Linked DNA regions of Mus musculus: all the other regions are linked to region 2. The links are chromatin contacts, called in public promoter capture Hi-C maps. All regions are on one chromosome and are shown on one strand. Each heading gives the region's core, a stretch centred on a gene start, on an enhancer-like site or on the middle of the called end of the contact. The rest is flanking DNA. Distances are from core to core; before and after follow the strand shown. Region 1 holds the start of Gcc2 (GRIP and coiled-coil domain containing 2). Region 2 holds the start of Sowahc (sosondowah ankyrin repeat domain family member C). Region 3 overlaps Edar (ectodysplasin-A receptor). Region 4 holds the start of Spock2 (sparc/osteonectin, cwcv and kazal-like domains proteoglycan 2).

Region 1 (3,222 bases), core at 389-2,888, 970 kb after region 2:
TGGAGAGGTGGCTCAGTGGTTAAGAACACTGGCTGCTCTTCCAGAGGACCTGGCTTCAATTTCCAGAACCCACATGGTGGCTCACAACTGTAACTACAGTTCCAGGGAATCCAAAACTCTAACAAAGACATACATATAGGCAAAACACGCGCGCACACACACACTGAATTAAAAATTCATTTGTTCCTTTACTTATTCAAAGGCAACTGCAGGGCTAGGCATGGTGGTCTACTGAAAAGCTCTGATTTAAACCCAGTACCTGTACACCTTGCTTTGGCTTTCTGCAGGAGCATCATTTGCTTCTTGGCAAACTTGATGAGATCTTCTCTGGGCAACGTTTCTAGCTGAAAGATGGAGTCGTATTATTGAGTTTTAAAACCCATGCTTTTAGTACGGCCACCAAAAGAAACACAGTGTCTGCCGAAAACCAAAGAGAGACACTCTAAACAGTTGAGCCAGTCACATTTTTTAAATTGAGAAACGTAACTTCAATAACTAAAAGTAATTAGGTGAATGGAAAATCAAACCAAAACCCCAGCACAAAACTCTTACAGAGAACACTGAGTTCTCTAGCTGTACAAGAAGGGCTTGGAACTCAAGATTTCTCGAGCTGTAGAACTCATTCTGTTGGAAGCTAACAACATAACTACATTCACAGGTGAATCGGGTCACATTTAGACTTCAACTAAAATATTAGGGTTTACTAACTGAAAATTACTTAATCTTTGTGCACAACGTTTCCTCATCTGCAGAATGAGAATAGGGAAGATACGTATTTCAGGAAGCTTACCTGAAAGAATCTGTTACTTCAGCAAATGCCTAGAAATCAGTCTTCAAACACTACATTTTGGTAATAAATTGTGCCCCTACCTTTCTGAATCACTTAGCATAAAACATTGCACAGTGCTGTAAGAACAACCTTATTCCACCCTCAACTCTGGAGCTGGAGCCAACAGGATATAGTTCCTTGCTTCTTCCTGCCTCTTATCTAATCCCCTCGGCTTCGTGTCACTGTGTAAACTTTCATTAAACAGACTAGCTAAATGTTTGAAATACAGCATCGTGCTAACAAGGAGCAGGAAGTAAACAAACTGCTCGCACATCAGGAAATTTAAAAAAGAACAGGAAATCTGTAAGTAAATTAAAATGAAACTCCCTGAGGAAAGGTTAGTTCTTTTTTTTTTTTTTTTTTTTTTTTAAATAATTCTCCCCATGCCAAAGTTTTCCGATTCATTAACCTTATGCGCTACAGGGAACCAGGCGGCTGAGTGCTCTCCTCACCTTGGATTTCGGGGTCCCGGAGGGTGCTGCAGCTACGGCATCTGGAGCAGAATCCTGTAAAACAAACCATAAAAAGAGCTCATCCCAATTCCAGGTACAAGGCGCGGCCAAACAAATCTGTGCAGAGGAGGACCCCTTTAGGCGGTAGGGACCGGAGCTGGGCCGTCGCCACGGCCGGAGCCAGCACCAGGTTCAATGCCAAGCGCCGCGGCGGGGGTCTGGGCGCGAGGGCGGGGACAGGGTGCTCCCATGCCCTCCCACCCCTCGAGCGGCACAGCGGGCCAGCGGGGCGGCGCGACGCCCACCGTTACCTCCATCGCGGCTGCGACCCGCGGCTGCCTCCACCGCCTCTTCAGGAGTCTCGGCTGCTCCGCCTCCGAGGCTGCCGAGCGCGGGTCAAAGGTCTCGTTACGAGGCGACTACGCCTCCCCGCGTCTCCAAGGCTACGCAGAGCTGGCACTTCCGCTTCCTCCTTGGTGTCCGGGAGGAAGTCGTCTTTGCGCAGGTCCCCTGGCCGGTGCCGGAACGCGCTGAGTCGCCCTGCACTACTACCCTGTGCCAGGTGACAGGTTTGAGCACACGTTCCTTTGATCACTTCGTTTTCTAATTTTTAAAGATGTGCTTTACAAATATAACTATCCCGACTAGCAGGCATATGTGAAACAAATAGTTTTATAGGTGACTTTAATTCTGTCATGTTCAAAATAGGTTCCTCTGTGAGTAGTAATAAGGAATAAATTACTGAATCCGTTACTTTCTCAGGAGTTTCAAAATGCTGGCATGCTGTCTCTGTATTGCTAAATATTAATTTGCCGGCTGAGGTGCTTCTCGTGTTGTTTATATTGTCAACTTGAAAGGATCTAGAATCATCTAGGAGAGAGCCTCTAGACATGTATGTGAAATTTATCTAGATTAGATTACTTGAGCTATGGAGACCCCCAGTAACTGTGGGTGGCAGCATTCCACAGACTGGTAACCCTGGTTGCATAAAAAAGGATAACTCAGACTGAATTCCAGCATTCACTTCAAAGAACCCATCGAGGTCACAGTGTGGGAAGGTACACGTGACTAGTCTGATGAGGGCCCTCCCTTGTGGTTACGAATGAGAGAAGACAGGGTAAAGAGATTCCAGGTTCTGTCAAGAGTCCTGCAGGCCTTCTTTTTCCTTGTAGTTGCTCACAAGGGGATGAAGGCAAGATAAGGAAGATAAAACCAATCCAAACCCCAGAGGACTCTAGAGAAGGAAGATACTACAATATAGATTTTCGTTGTTATTGTCTAATAGAACACGTTTAGACTGACCTAGACCCTAAAATAATGCCTGATATTTTTCTATAGTTAAGCCTGGCCTAAACATAAACTAGAGGACAGAGCAAGTGGCCGCTGGTGGCGAATATTAATTAACATGTTGTATTTTCATAGGTGAGAGGGTGTTTTTCAGCAGGTTTTTCAGGTTGTCTACTTCCAGGTGTAGACATACACTAATTGCAGGTATAGGCCTTCAAGCAGTTGGGCCCTCACCCCCAAGTAGAGCCAGAGCGTTTTCCAAGTTCCGTATGGGAAAAGCCAGGTGTTTTTGTTGGTTTTGATCATGGCTTCTGGAAGTCATATGGCATGACCTTTACAAAATATAAAGACATCAAATTCCCTGGTAATACCGTGAGGGGAGAAAATCATTACCCCCTGTCAGTCCTCAGTCCCAATACACAGCCCAGCAAGCGGCTGTGTGCCTTCTCTCTTATTTCTCTGATCCTTCAGGAACAGTTATTTTTTTCAGTTTTACAGTGGTGGACCAAATTCCTTCTGTTCGTCAGGTTTCTTGCACTATTTAAATTCAGTGAGAAGCTGGGTCTAGAGGTGGGATTTTCCTGTAGATACATTTTTTTTTTAAATCTTAAATTGCCCTCTGACTGAAACATCATGATTTGTATCATGCTGGTC
Region 2 (3,326 bases), core at 688-3,187:
ATGGGACTCTTAGTCATCAATAATTCCAGTTCTCACAAGTTCCAGGTTACCTGGGTGGGGTTGGGGAAGAGGCACAAATCAGTGCATTATGAATCACTTCAGAGACATTTTCTTGCCTCAGAATGCTATCCTGAAAGGATTATTACAGATCCACCCCAAGCCCGAAAGTTAAAATGCATAATTTATTTGGTTTTTTCTGCTTCCACTTCTTATCCATACCCAGTATTATTCTACCTTGAAGACAAATAAGCCTTAGCATTTCTAGCGCGAATTATTTTACCCAAATACATTGGACTTCGGTCTCAGTTTAAAGGAAGATGAGTAGCCTCTAAGAGACCTTTCCTCCTCCTCCTCCTCCTCCTCCTCCCCTTCCTCCAGTGTCGGTTTAGCATCCCTGAAGGAGGGAGTGGTGTGAATGATCTGGGTTCGGAATCGGATTTTGTTGAGTCGTGGCTTCATCCGTCCACTTGAGCTGCCCGAGGCTTTGCGACCTGAATCTTTTGCTTTGCTTCCTCCAGTCCATCCCTCGGGGACGTGGTGGTGAAGTTCAGCTCCGTCTTCCACGACCGGGGAGAGTTTGTGAGTGATGTGTGAGGGGAGCACCTTTGAAAGTCTCCAGCGCCCACCCCCGCGGGCGGCAGGGCTGTCTCCATCATCTTCATCCAGGGCTCCCACCAGGTTCTTTATCTCCTCTGCGATGCTCTCGCTCAGATACTGAGAGGCCTTTCTCCCGCTGTAGTCCCTGATGTCTACATCTGCGTCGTAGGCCCCCACTAGTAACTTCACCACCTCTACATGCCCATGCATCGCTGCCAAATGTAGGGCAGTGTAGCCTCCGCTCGACTTGGCATTGATGTTCACTGGCAGCTGGTGTTTGGTGGCAAAGTTGACCAACATGGCCAGGAGCTCTTGCCTGCCGTGCTTGGCGGCCCAGTGGAGACAAGTGAAGCCGGTGATGAAGTCTCGCTTCGAGAGCAGGCCGGGCTCACAAGTGAGCAGCCCTTCTAGGCTGTCCCACTTGCCCTCGGAAGCTGAGAGCATCCAGGCGTGATCCAGGGGATCCAGGGTAACCGAGGCCCCGACGCTGCTCTCCTCTTCTGCGGACGAAGAAGCTAACGATGCGGTATCGGAGTCGCCCCCTCCTCTGCTGCGACCTCCAGCGTTACCGTCCCCAGGACCCACGCTCCTCTTTAGTTGCGGGGAGCTGCCCAACACCAGGTCCCGAAAGTTCTGACGGGCCGACCTGGGTGTGTTTGGCCCACTAGGGGAACTGCCCCCTTCAGCCTCCCCCTGTGGAGGGAGTTTAAGGTTCTCGCTGGACCCGGGACCCGACGCCCAGGACACGGCCTCGACCTCCTGTGGTGGCGAGTCCTTACCTTGGGCCCCACCTTGAGCAGGGGCTGGAGGCTCTTGGTCGCTCACTTCGCCACCCAGTCCGAGAGACAACTGTGGATTTGCCTCCTGGAGCTGGCTGCCCTCGCAAGGCTCCGCTGCAAGGTCCGGGACTTGAGGCTCCTCAGTCACCTCGATACGCGGGGGCTCTCGGGGGAGCTTGGCCTCAAGCGGGGGGGAATCCCCCGTACAGAACCTTTTCTTGAGATGCACATACTTGGTACCATCCGCGGGATCGGTGCGCACGGTGGCCACGGCATTGACCAGTTCCTTGAAGCGCTCGCGGGCGCGGGTGCGCTGTTCGCGCTGGCCACCCAGGACGTCCCTGAAGTGTTGCACCAATTCCGAGTGTCCCGCCCGGCCCCCACGCTCGGCGAGGAAGCGCAGGATCGCCTCCGAGCTCAGCTCCAGTGACCCCTCCATTCACCGCGGCTCAGCTTCTCAGCCCCAGGAGCGCTCAGCCAGACACCATGGCCGGACGCCTGGAGGACCCGGAGAGCGGCTTGGGTCTCAGTGGCTGGCAGCACGCGCGATCCCAGCTTTGAAGAGTCTCGAGTCCCGCGAGCGCTGACACCGCCTCACTGGGGCCGCGTCCCAGTGGACACGCCCCGCCACACCCACTTCCGCTCGGGACTCAATCTCGGCGACAGTCCCCGGCCCGAGGCCCCGCCCACTTCCGGGCTCCGCGCGGGCTCGCAGCCACTGTTTCCGCCAGTGGCGGGAGGCGAGGGACCCAGAGCTTGGCCTCCGAGGCTCACGTTTCCACTCACCCTCCCCACACACTTGGCTTTTCGTCAAAACGCCCGGTGGGGCACACCCGGGAGAAGCTCGCCCCGAGCGCGGGAAACCCTGGTAGTCCCTGGCGCGTTCCCGCAGCCCTCCGCCTCGGCCCCGCCCCAGCCTCTCAGCAGAGGCCGCCCCGCCCATTAACGGCTGCGGGGCGCCGGGCACGCCCCTTGTCCCGCCAGTTACGCCCAGCGGGTCTCTCTCTGAAGCGGCCCGGGACCTGTGTTTGCGTCCAGCCTGAGACCACCGTTTCCCTACGTCCCACCAGGGCTATGGCCTCATGCGACGAGGTACAGCAGCTGGTGAGCCCCGCGCCCTTGGGTTCCCCGAGCCCCCGCCCCGCCCCGCCCGGTCGCCTCTGGGCCAGCGAGATTGTGACCGTGCGGCTCCGGGACTCCGCGTGTCGTGGAGAGGGGGCTCCCTGTTGCCCCAGGGCGAGGGCTGAAGAGCTCTGGCGAGCGACTGCATGTTGGGGAAAAGTTACATTTTCCAGGCTTCCTGGTCCTGGCCAAAGCGGGGTGGTGTAAATGAAATCCAGGATGATGATCGATGCCTATCACTTTGTAACGGTTTTTTTTTTCCTTTTCCCCGACTTAAATCAGGCCTTGGAATCCGCCTGATTTTGTGCAATTGTGTACACGTACATGGCTACTGACCGGAAAGTCGGCTTCCTTAGATTTTCCAAAGCTCGCGGGTTTACTGTAATGCTTGGCGGTTTTGTTTGGCTTTCCCGTCCCCTTGTAATGAAAAAAAAAAAAAACAACAAAAAAAAAACAAACAAACCACTTGACCGATCCAATGTTTTGTGCGGTTCAAATAACTTGAAAAACTTATCTTAGTTGATATAGGATATAAGCCATAGTTATCCGAGAGGTCATACTGTTTTCATAATACCAATCTCTTGTAATCTTGCTTTTGTTCCCATCATTTTAAGATTGTATGTGGAATCTTCCAGTTGTCGCAGGGGGTAGAATAGATTCTATTTCTACTTCCCTAACAGCTGCACGCAGTAAATTATTTTTCTCTACTTTAAGAAACTCTAATATTTCCCTTATCCAATATTAATGAAAGTAATCCTCTTAACTAACTCTATTGAATCCTTTGGCATTGGTAGTATTTTTGTCGGATTCTTAATCTCAAGCAACATT
Region 3 (3,346 bases), core at 794-3,293, 610 kb after region 2:
GCCAATTCTCTTGGCTGGGTGGGGTGGGTGGGAAGGACATGACTTCAGGGAGGTTGGTGACCCCACCTGGGCTTACAGCTGCTTTTCAGAAGCACAGGATTACTATATGAACCTCTTCAGAATTGAGAACCAACAAGCAGAGACAGAGAGAGAGAGACAGAGAGAGAGACAGAGAGAGAGAGACAGAGAGAGAGACAGAGACAGAGAGAGAAGAAGGGACGGAGAGAAAAGGAAGGAAGGAAAGAAGGAAGGAAGGAAAGAAGGAAGGAAAGAAAGAAAGAAAGAAAGAAAGAAAGAAAGAAAGAAAGAAAGAAAGAAGGAAGGAAGGAAGGAAGGAAGGAGAGAGAGAGAGAGAAGAAGAAGGAGGAGGAGGAGGAGGAGGAGGAGGAGAAGGAGGAGAAGGAGAAGGAGAAGAAGAGAAGAAGGAGAAGGAGAAGGAGAAGGAGAGGAAGAAGGAGAAGGAGAAGGAGAAGGAGAAGGAGAAGGAGAAGGAGAAGGAGAAGGAGAAGGAGAAGGAGAAGAAGAAGAAGAAGAAGAAGAAGAAGAAGAAGAAGAAGAAGAAGAAGAAGAAGAAGAAGAAGAAGAAGAAGAAGAAGAAAAATATAACCCCCTTTTTCGTTCAAGGGCTAAGGTCACATCTGCATGCTACTACTGCTGAGCTGTGGTCCAACCCTGATTGTTTTTATCCATTGAAAAACTCAAGTTTGACATAAAGGGAGTTATTTATCAGAGAAAAAACATGTACTGTGGTTTATCTGATAGCAAATCAGCTTCCATTTTTCTTTTTTTTTTTTTTTTTGGATACATTTTCTTTTCTTTCTGTTGTCTTTCTTTGTTTTCTTTTTGTGACAGAGTCTCTCTGTGTCAGAGTACTCTTTAGGGAACTTTAAACATTTCCTCTCTGCCCCACTCCCTGCAATACAGTCTAGAACTCCAAGTTGGTTCATTTCACTGTGGTGCCTTATTTTCCAGCCTTTGAAGGTGATGCTTTGCCAGATCTCTGAGGTTCTCTCTTCTTCTCGCAGGTGTGGGAGCCACTTCTGGGGTTTCAGCACACTCATCCAGCACTTCCGGTGGCAGCACCTTGTCTCCCTTCCAGCATGCTCACAAAGGTGAGGAAGGCATCCAGCTTTGGGTCTTCCAGAACTCAGAGAGCTGAGAGTGAGGAGGGAGAGGAGACAATGAAGACAGAGCCCTTTCCTCTTGTCACTTCCCTAATGTGACAGAGTCACATGATTGCTGCATGATCAGCTGCAGTATCTTGGTATAGAATTGCTACTTCATGGGTATCCTGGTACTCCAGCCACCTTGGCAGGGTGGGAGGTGACAGTCAGGAGCCAGTGTCAACAGTGATTTACACTTTTAATACTCATTTCCAATGACTTTTATTCTCCCTAGCTCATTAGAAATGGAAATGATGGTTGAGGGTCACTCTCCCCTCGCCATCTCAGTGCAAACTCTTGTGTTTAACTTATCCCTTCTCATAGAGACTCATAAAACTCATAGAGGAGTTGCTCTATGGTTTTTATTGCCATCTGATTCTTAAGCATGTTTGGGGTTGGGTCTCCATGAGTCTTGGGGTACCTTCAAGAACCCTCAAAGTGTCAATACACAGCCTGCTACATCTTGACCCAAGGTATGAGGACAGTATGCAGACATACTCACCTCACTTCCCCCAGCACTCGGGAATAGCATGTAACCGAGAATAGTAAGACATAATTACCCATCTCCCACTCCCACAGTTATAAACGCACCAGATAACATCAAGGAGTCTGACCATCCTCAATGGGCTCTCAGCTCTGCACATCCTTCCGATGGCCCTGAGTGCCAGATGCCTGCCACTGCCTCTTTGGCAGGACATTTGGATCTTGCTTCATGGGAACCAGATGTCCTGTTTAGTTATTTTGGAGAACTGTAGGAAGGTTTCAGATAGTCCACACATCCAAAGCTTCATCAGGGAACCAAGCAACCAGCTCCAGGAATAAGCAGCAGCCCAGCAGAAGTGGAAACAGTAGGAGTTGCTGGGTCAGTTCAGCCCTCTTTACCCTGGGGCTCTTGTTAATACTCTGAAGAGGAGGTGCCAAGTAAAACCAAACCAGGAATGTAACCTCTAGCCGGAGGGGTGGCCTTTTGCCTGAATTCCCAAGACAGATACTTGTTCATGGGCCTCTCTTCATCTGTACCTTTCTCTCAGGATCTCAGGGTAATGACACTAAGAGTGAGCACCCCAGGAATGACTTCTTGTTTTTGCATCCTGCTCTTCCAAGTATAATGCACATACACCCAGTTGGTAGTGTGGGGGGAAGCTGTACGTGAGTGGATACACCCAGTTGGCAGTGTGGATGAGTGGCCCTGACCTAGCAGCCAACACACGGTTTGAGAGCCAGGTCCTTAGGCCAAGAATGATCTATGAAAGCATTCCTGTGATTGTCTCTCCTGGTGGCTTGGAGGAGGGGCCTGCAAACCCATTTATCCTCCTCTCCTTGATGCCAGCAGAGCTCTCAGGCCAAGGACACCTGGCCACCGCCCTGATTATTGCCATGTCTACGATCTTCATCATGGCCATTGCCATCGTCCTCATCATCATGTTCTACATCATGAAGACTAAGCCGTCAGCTCCAGGTGACATCCCTGCACCCATGTCCCTAACCCAACACTCTGTCACCTTCTCTGAGAGAGCCAGGGAGCTCATGCCAACCTTTTTCTCTTTCTTCAAGCAGCCTGCTGTAGCAGTCCCCCAGGAAAGAGCGCAGAAGCCCCAGCTAACACACACGAGGAGAAAAAAGAGGCCCCAGGTCTGTACACATAGCCCACACTGCCCCATGAACAATATCTAGCATGAAGGTGGGGTATGTTCACCTTGTCCTCAAACCTGGAAGCCCAGTTTCCTGAGCACCTCTGGTTCCAGGGCCCTTGAGGTGGTAGTGTACCCACTTGTTCTGTCCCCAGGTGGGGACCTGGTCACCAAGGATGTCTACTGAAAAGGAAATGGGAAGGGAGGTCCAAGTTCAGTGCCACAAGCTAACTCTCCCCAACTCCCCAACTTCTATTCCTACAGACAGTGTGGTGACGTTCCCTGAGAATGGTGAGTTCCAGAAGCTGACAGCAACACCCACAAAGACCCCCAAAAGGTATGTAGAACAGGGGCTCACCTATACTCATTACTAGGTTGAACAGTCCCAGTCCCAAGGATGGAGTTACCATCTGGGTCCTTATAGGTCCTTGAGCAGGCAGGCAGGCAAGCTGTATCAGCGAGTGTACTGGGTGCTGGTGCCTGGCCTAAGAATGTTCCAAGAATATTAGAGAGCAGCTTCCCACCAAAGGAGGCAATGTAAACCAGCACTGA
Region 4 (3,491 bases), core at 874-3,373, 880 kb before region 2:
GCTGGACTGCGGACAGTGGCAGGAGACTGCGCTAATCTGGGCTGGGCCTGCAGGTGCCCGAGGAAGGCCTTTGGTAGGGCAAAGATGGAGAACAAGGGCCCACTAGGTGGTCCTGGGCCTGGATGCCTGGTATTGCTCCTTCCCCTTACTAAAGAAATTACAGTCGCTTTGACTTGGAAAACAAAAACATCCGAACCTCTTCCTCTTCCCATGGTATGTCTGGGTGCCTTATGTATGTTTACAAAATGATACCTAAACAGATACCCCCAGCCGGTTTCTAGGCGGAAAAAAACGGTAAATACCATTTCTTCGTGCTCTAACAGTATGCGTTCACGCGTTTCCCCAGCCCCCTGGGTCACTGACTGGGTATCTCCTCCCTCCCTCTGGGTAACAACCAGCACCTTGCGATATTAAAACAAGCTCTCTCTTTATTCTGAAACAGAATGAAACTGTTGAATAGAAAAACATCTAAAAAAAAAAAAAACTTGTGGATGCTCGAAGTTTAAAAAGAACAGTCATGGTGTGGCTTATACTAGGTGGGTCAAAATCAAGAGTCTGGGGAATGAGGAATAAGAACCCAACGTAGAGGAGGCTTTCCGAGCGAGGTCAGGGCGTCAGCTAGCGCCAGATCGAGGGGCGCTCTACATTTCAGGGCCTCACCCCCACCCCATCGCTGAGGTGCCCAGGGCGCAGCCACGCCCTCCCTTCCTCACCCCTGCCCACGCCACCATCTGCGAGGCGGCCGTGGCTGCCCTGCGGGAGGGAACGCGCCTCCTATTCCCTCCCTGATCTACAGGTGCGGGTAAACAGAGCTGCGGCGCCGGCCGGTCCGCAGCCTCCTCCCCGCCCCCACCCGCAAAGCTTTGCCCAAGGTTAAGTCGGCTTGCGGCGGGCTTCTGCCAGGGACCCCAAACCAGCTCCTGGGGGCTCTCGCTTCTGCTTCTCATGCCCACCGGACCAAGGATGGGGTCCCCTTGCTTCACCGCCGAGCTTGGTCCAGGAAAACCAGCCTACCTGGCCTGGCTCTGGCGACCACCCTGAGAGAGAGAGAGGAGAGCGCCTCGGGCATTTTCACTGTGCACCCCCCCCCCCGCGCGCCCCATTATGGACACGCCTTCCACCATCTCTTGGAGGTTGGGGGAACCCTTCCCCAAACTCAACGCCCTGGCCACCGCTCAGTCCTTGAGCCTTCTGTCCCCTTCTTCCGAAGCCCAAGGAGGGGTCGGAGGACACCCTTGCGGCCGCTACCTTTCCTGCCGGCCCCACCCAGATCCGCTCCCTCTGCCAAGAGCAGTGTGTGCAGTCTGCAGCATTCACCCGGCAGGGGCCTAGCCCGGGGACCGATGGCAAGGAGGTGGGGGTGGGGGGACAGGCGGGGCCCAGCAGCAGCCAGGGCCCGGGTCCCCACATCCCGCACCCCTGCTCCGCGCCACGCCACAAGGCAGACCCCGTCGCGAGCGTGCGCCCCTAGAGCATGTTCTCGTCTAGGACACTCCGGGAGGCTGCGGGAACTGAAGGTCCCAAAGCTGGTGGCCACGGGAACACCGGAGGGGCTCGGGGCTGGGACTCTCGGTGTTGTTTACACTTGGCGTAGTTAGCCTGGCAGGCCCGAGAGGCTCCGGCTCCGACACGCGGCGGTGGCTCCCAGCGCGCGGGGTCTCTGCTCCCGGCCTCCCCACCCACAACCCGCGCCCGGCCCGGCCCTCCGCGCCCCGCCGCTCACGTCTCGGAAGCGGTTCCAGTGCTTAATCTTGCCGCTGTACTGCGAGATGGACGACAGCCATTGCTCGTCCTCCATGAAATTGCCGGGGGTCTCGCCCTCCTTGAGCCCCTTGGCGTCGCCTTCAGCCAAGGCGACCACGGCGAGGAGCAGCAGCGGCAGAGCCAGCCGCCCGGAGCCTGGAGCGCGCATCGTGGTCTGGGCTTGGACCTGGGGGGGTCTGGACTTCAGCAGGATTTGATGTCCTTCCCTCCACCGCGCCACTGGCGAAGCGCTGCGGTCCTCCTCAGCCCTCCTCCTGCTGTCTGACTCCAGTGACTGACGGAGGGTGGGTCGTGGCTGAAATGTGACCTGGTTAGCAGATGCACTTGTCTGAAAAAGCCCAGCGCTGGACGCGGAGAGGGAGAGAGATTCAGAGAGGCTGCGCCAGCGGGGGCTGTGTCTGTAACTGTAGCATCAGCATCACGTTTGACATCATCATACCTGGTTAAAAAAAAAAAAAAAAAAAAAAAAAAAGGAGGGGGTAGATTTCAAAGCAGAGCGCTGGATCAGAGCAGCCAAGCCAGCCAAGCCGCAGCGCAGGGCTGCGCAAGTCAGTCCAGCTCTCAAGGAGTTGCAAGCCAGGGAAGCAGAACCCTGAGATGTCCCTGCTGTCTATCTAAGGGTGGACAGCAAAGAAGGGCTCCGGGGTCTTTCATAGGGCTGGAAAGAGGATGAAAACTCTCGGGTTACCAAGTCAGCTGGGCTCAGGTGTCTAAAAGGGAATCTGGCCACAGACAGTTTCTTCTCCCTTGGCCTCCTCCCACCCCACACCCCACACCCCCGAGTGGCCTGTGCCACCGCTCTGACAGCTGGCTCCCCGCGAGTTATGGCGCTTCGGTAATGGGTGGCTTCCTTAAGACAAAGGCGGTCTAACAACTGGCTGCCTCTGAACTATTGCTCCCCCTGGCCCGCCGCTCTTTTCAACGCATGGCCCCAACCCTGAATGGCTGGTGAAACATGGGCAGATGTCCTCCTCTTCCGCAAGCAGATGTTTAGGGGCTGTCACCCTTTTGTTAGCTTTTCCTAGGGCAACCCTAAAAGACACATGCGTGTCTAGCCATCTCATCTGCCTTGAGTCTGCAAATCTAAATGGGCCCAGCCATTTGCTTGTGACTTTGACTTCATGTTGAGTTTGATGATGCACTGGGGAAGGAGACAAGGCGGGAGGAGGCGGGTTCTGTTGGAGGCTGTTAGGTTCTTGTTAAAACTGTGACCCTTGTCATTGCCTATAGACCTGTGCTGCCTTACCAGCTGGGAAGGCTGGCAGCTGGGCACAGACCCAGGATCAGAACAGAACTGAAATTTACATTACAAATAAAATGAAGACTACGAAAAGGGCAAACCATATTAAACTTTTGGGCCCCAAGCCCTAGATTGTGTTTTTATAAAAGACTTGGCTGCTGTGATGTTAAAATAAAATAAAATAAAATAAAATAAAAATTAAAGGCAATGAAAGAACATGATCTTAATCAATAGGAAAAAACACAGGTTGTGAGGGTTACAGTCATCCAGGGCCTGGCATGCCTCCTGAGTGTTGGGTGCCTCAGTAGCCTGGGCTGGGTGGGGACCCCTGGGAAAACACAAAACAATAGTTTCCCTTCCTGTGGTGCTGCTGCAAGCTCCAGATACTGACATCTGCATCTCACAATGGATGCAGAGCCCTCCAGGCGGTACCAGGGAGCTTCACAGTGGAGTCCTTCTCATACGGACTGGAGGGGACTGAGGATCC

The links. Promoter capture Hi-C pulls out the DNA fragments that hold promoters and counts their contacts.
Region 1: a promoter capture Hi-C map of neutrophils shows a contact between it and region 2. The contact joins the promoter of Gcc2 here to the promoter of Sowahc in region 2. A contact is called at or near these places in 2 of 39 promoter capture datasets (neutrophils and pre-B cells) and 1 of 9 other capture datasets (adipose tissue).
Region 3: a promoter capture Hi-C map of 3T3-L1-derived adipocytes shows a contact between it and region 2, with 2.7 times the contacts expected there. The contact joins the enhancer-like site here to the promoter of Sowahc in region 2. A contact is called at or near these places in 3 of 39 promoter capture datasets (the 3T3-L1 cell line, 3T3-L1-derived adipocytes and hippocampal neurons) and 4 of 115 datasets of contacts at active chromatin or transcription factors (astrocytes, embryonic forebrain, embryonic stem cells and 1 more).
Region 4: a promoter capture Hi-C map of cranial neural crest shows a contact between it and region 2. The contact joins the promoter of Spock2 here to the promoter of Sowahc in region 2.

What each region holds. Positions count from the first base shown.
Region 1 is chr10:58,253,942-58,257,163 of GRCm38.p6, reverse strand. It overlaps Gcc2 (GRIP and coiled-coil domain containing 2), which reads right to left and starts at 1,638. Exons shown (of 23, transcript NM_027375.2): 1 at 1,593-1,638; 2 at 1,282-1,335; 3 at 260-344. The coding sequence starts at 1,598.
Region 2 is chr10:59,220,533-59,223,858 of GRCm38.p6, reverse strand. Sowahc (sosondowah ankyrin repeat domain family member C) reads right to left here and starts at 1,937. Exons shown (of 1, transcript NM_172939.3): 1 at 1-1,937. The coding sequence starts at 1,815. The coding sequence ends at 277. It overlaps Septin10 (septin 10), which reads left to right and starts at 2,359. Exons shown (of 10, transcript NM_001024911.3): 1 at 2,359-2,468. The coding sequence starts at 2,451.
Region 3 is chr10:58,609,723-58,613,068 of GRCm38.p6, reverse strand. It overlaps Edar (ectodysplasin-A receptor), which reads left to right. Exons shown (of 12, transcript NM_010100.3): 6 at 1,026-1,112; 7 at 2,497-2,622; 8 at 2,721-2,795; 9 at 3,059-3,131. Among named protein-coding and RNA genes, the nearest start is that of Edar, 64 kb to the left of the region's middle. Within about 2 kb of position 2,043, at least 15 of the 459 cell types and tissues checked have an H3K27ac peak or open chromatin away from gene starts, as enhancers often do. A contact at or near this core is called in 3T3-L1-derived adipocytes and astrocytes, where this site is marked.
Region 4 is chr10:60,104,889-60,108,379 of GRCm38.p6, reverse strand. Spock2 (sparc/osteonectin, cwcv and kazal-like domains proteoglycan 2) reads right to left here and starts at 2,123. Exons shown (of 11, transcript NM_052994.2): 1 at 1,724-2,123. The coding sequence starts at 1,912. Gm51801 (a long non-coding RNA gene) reads left to right here. Exons shown (of 3, transcript XR_003949003.1): 3 at 1-1,020.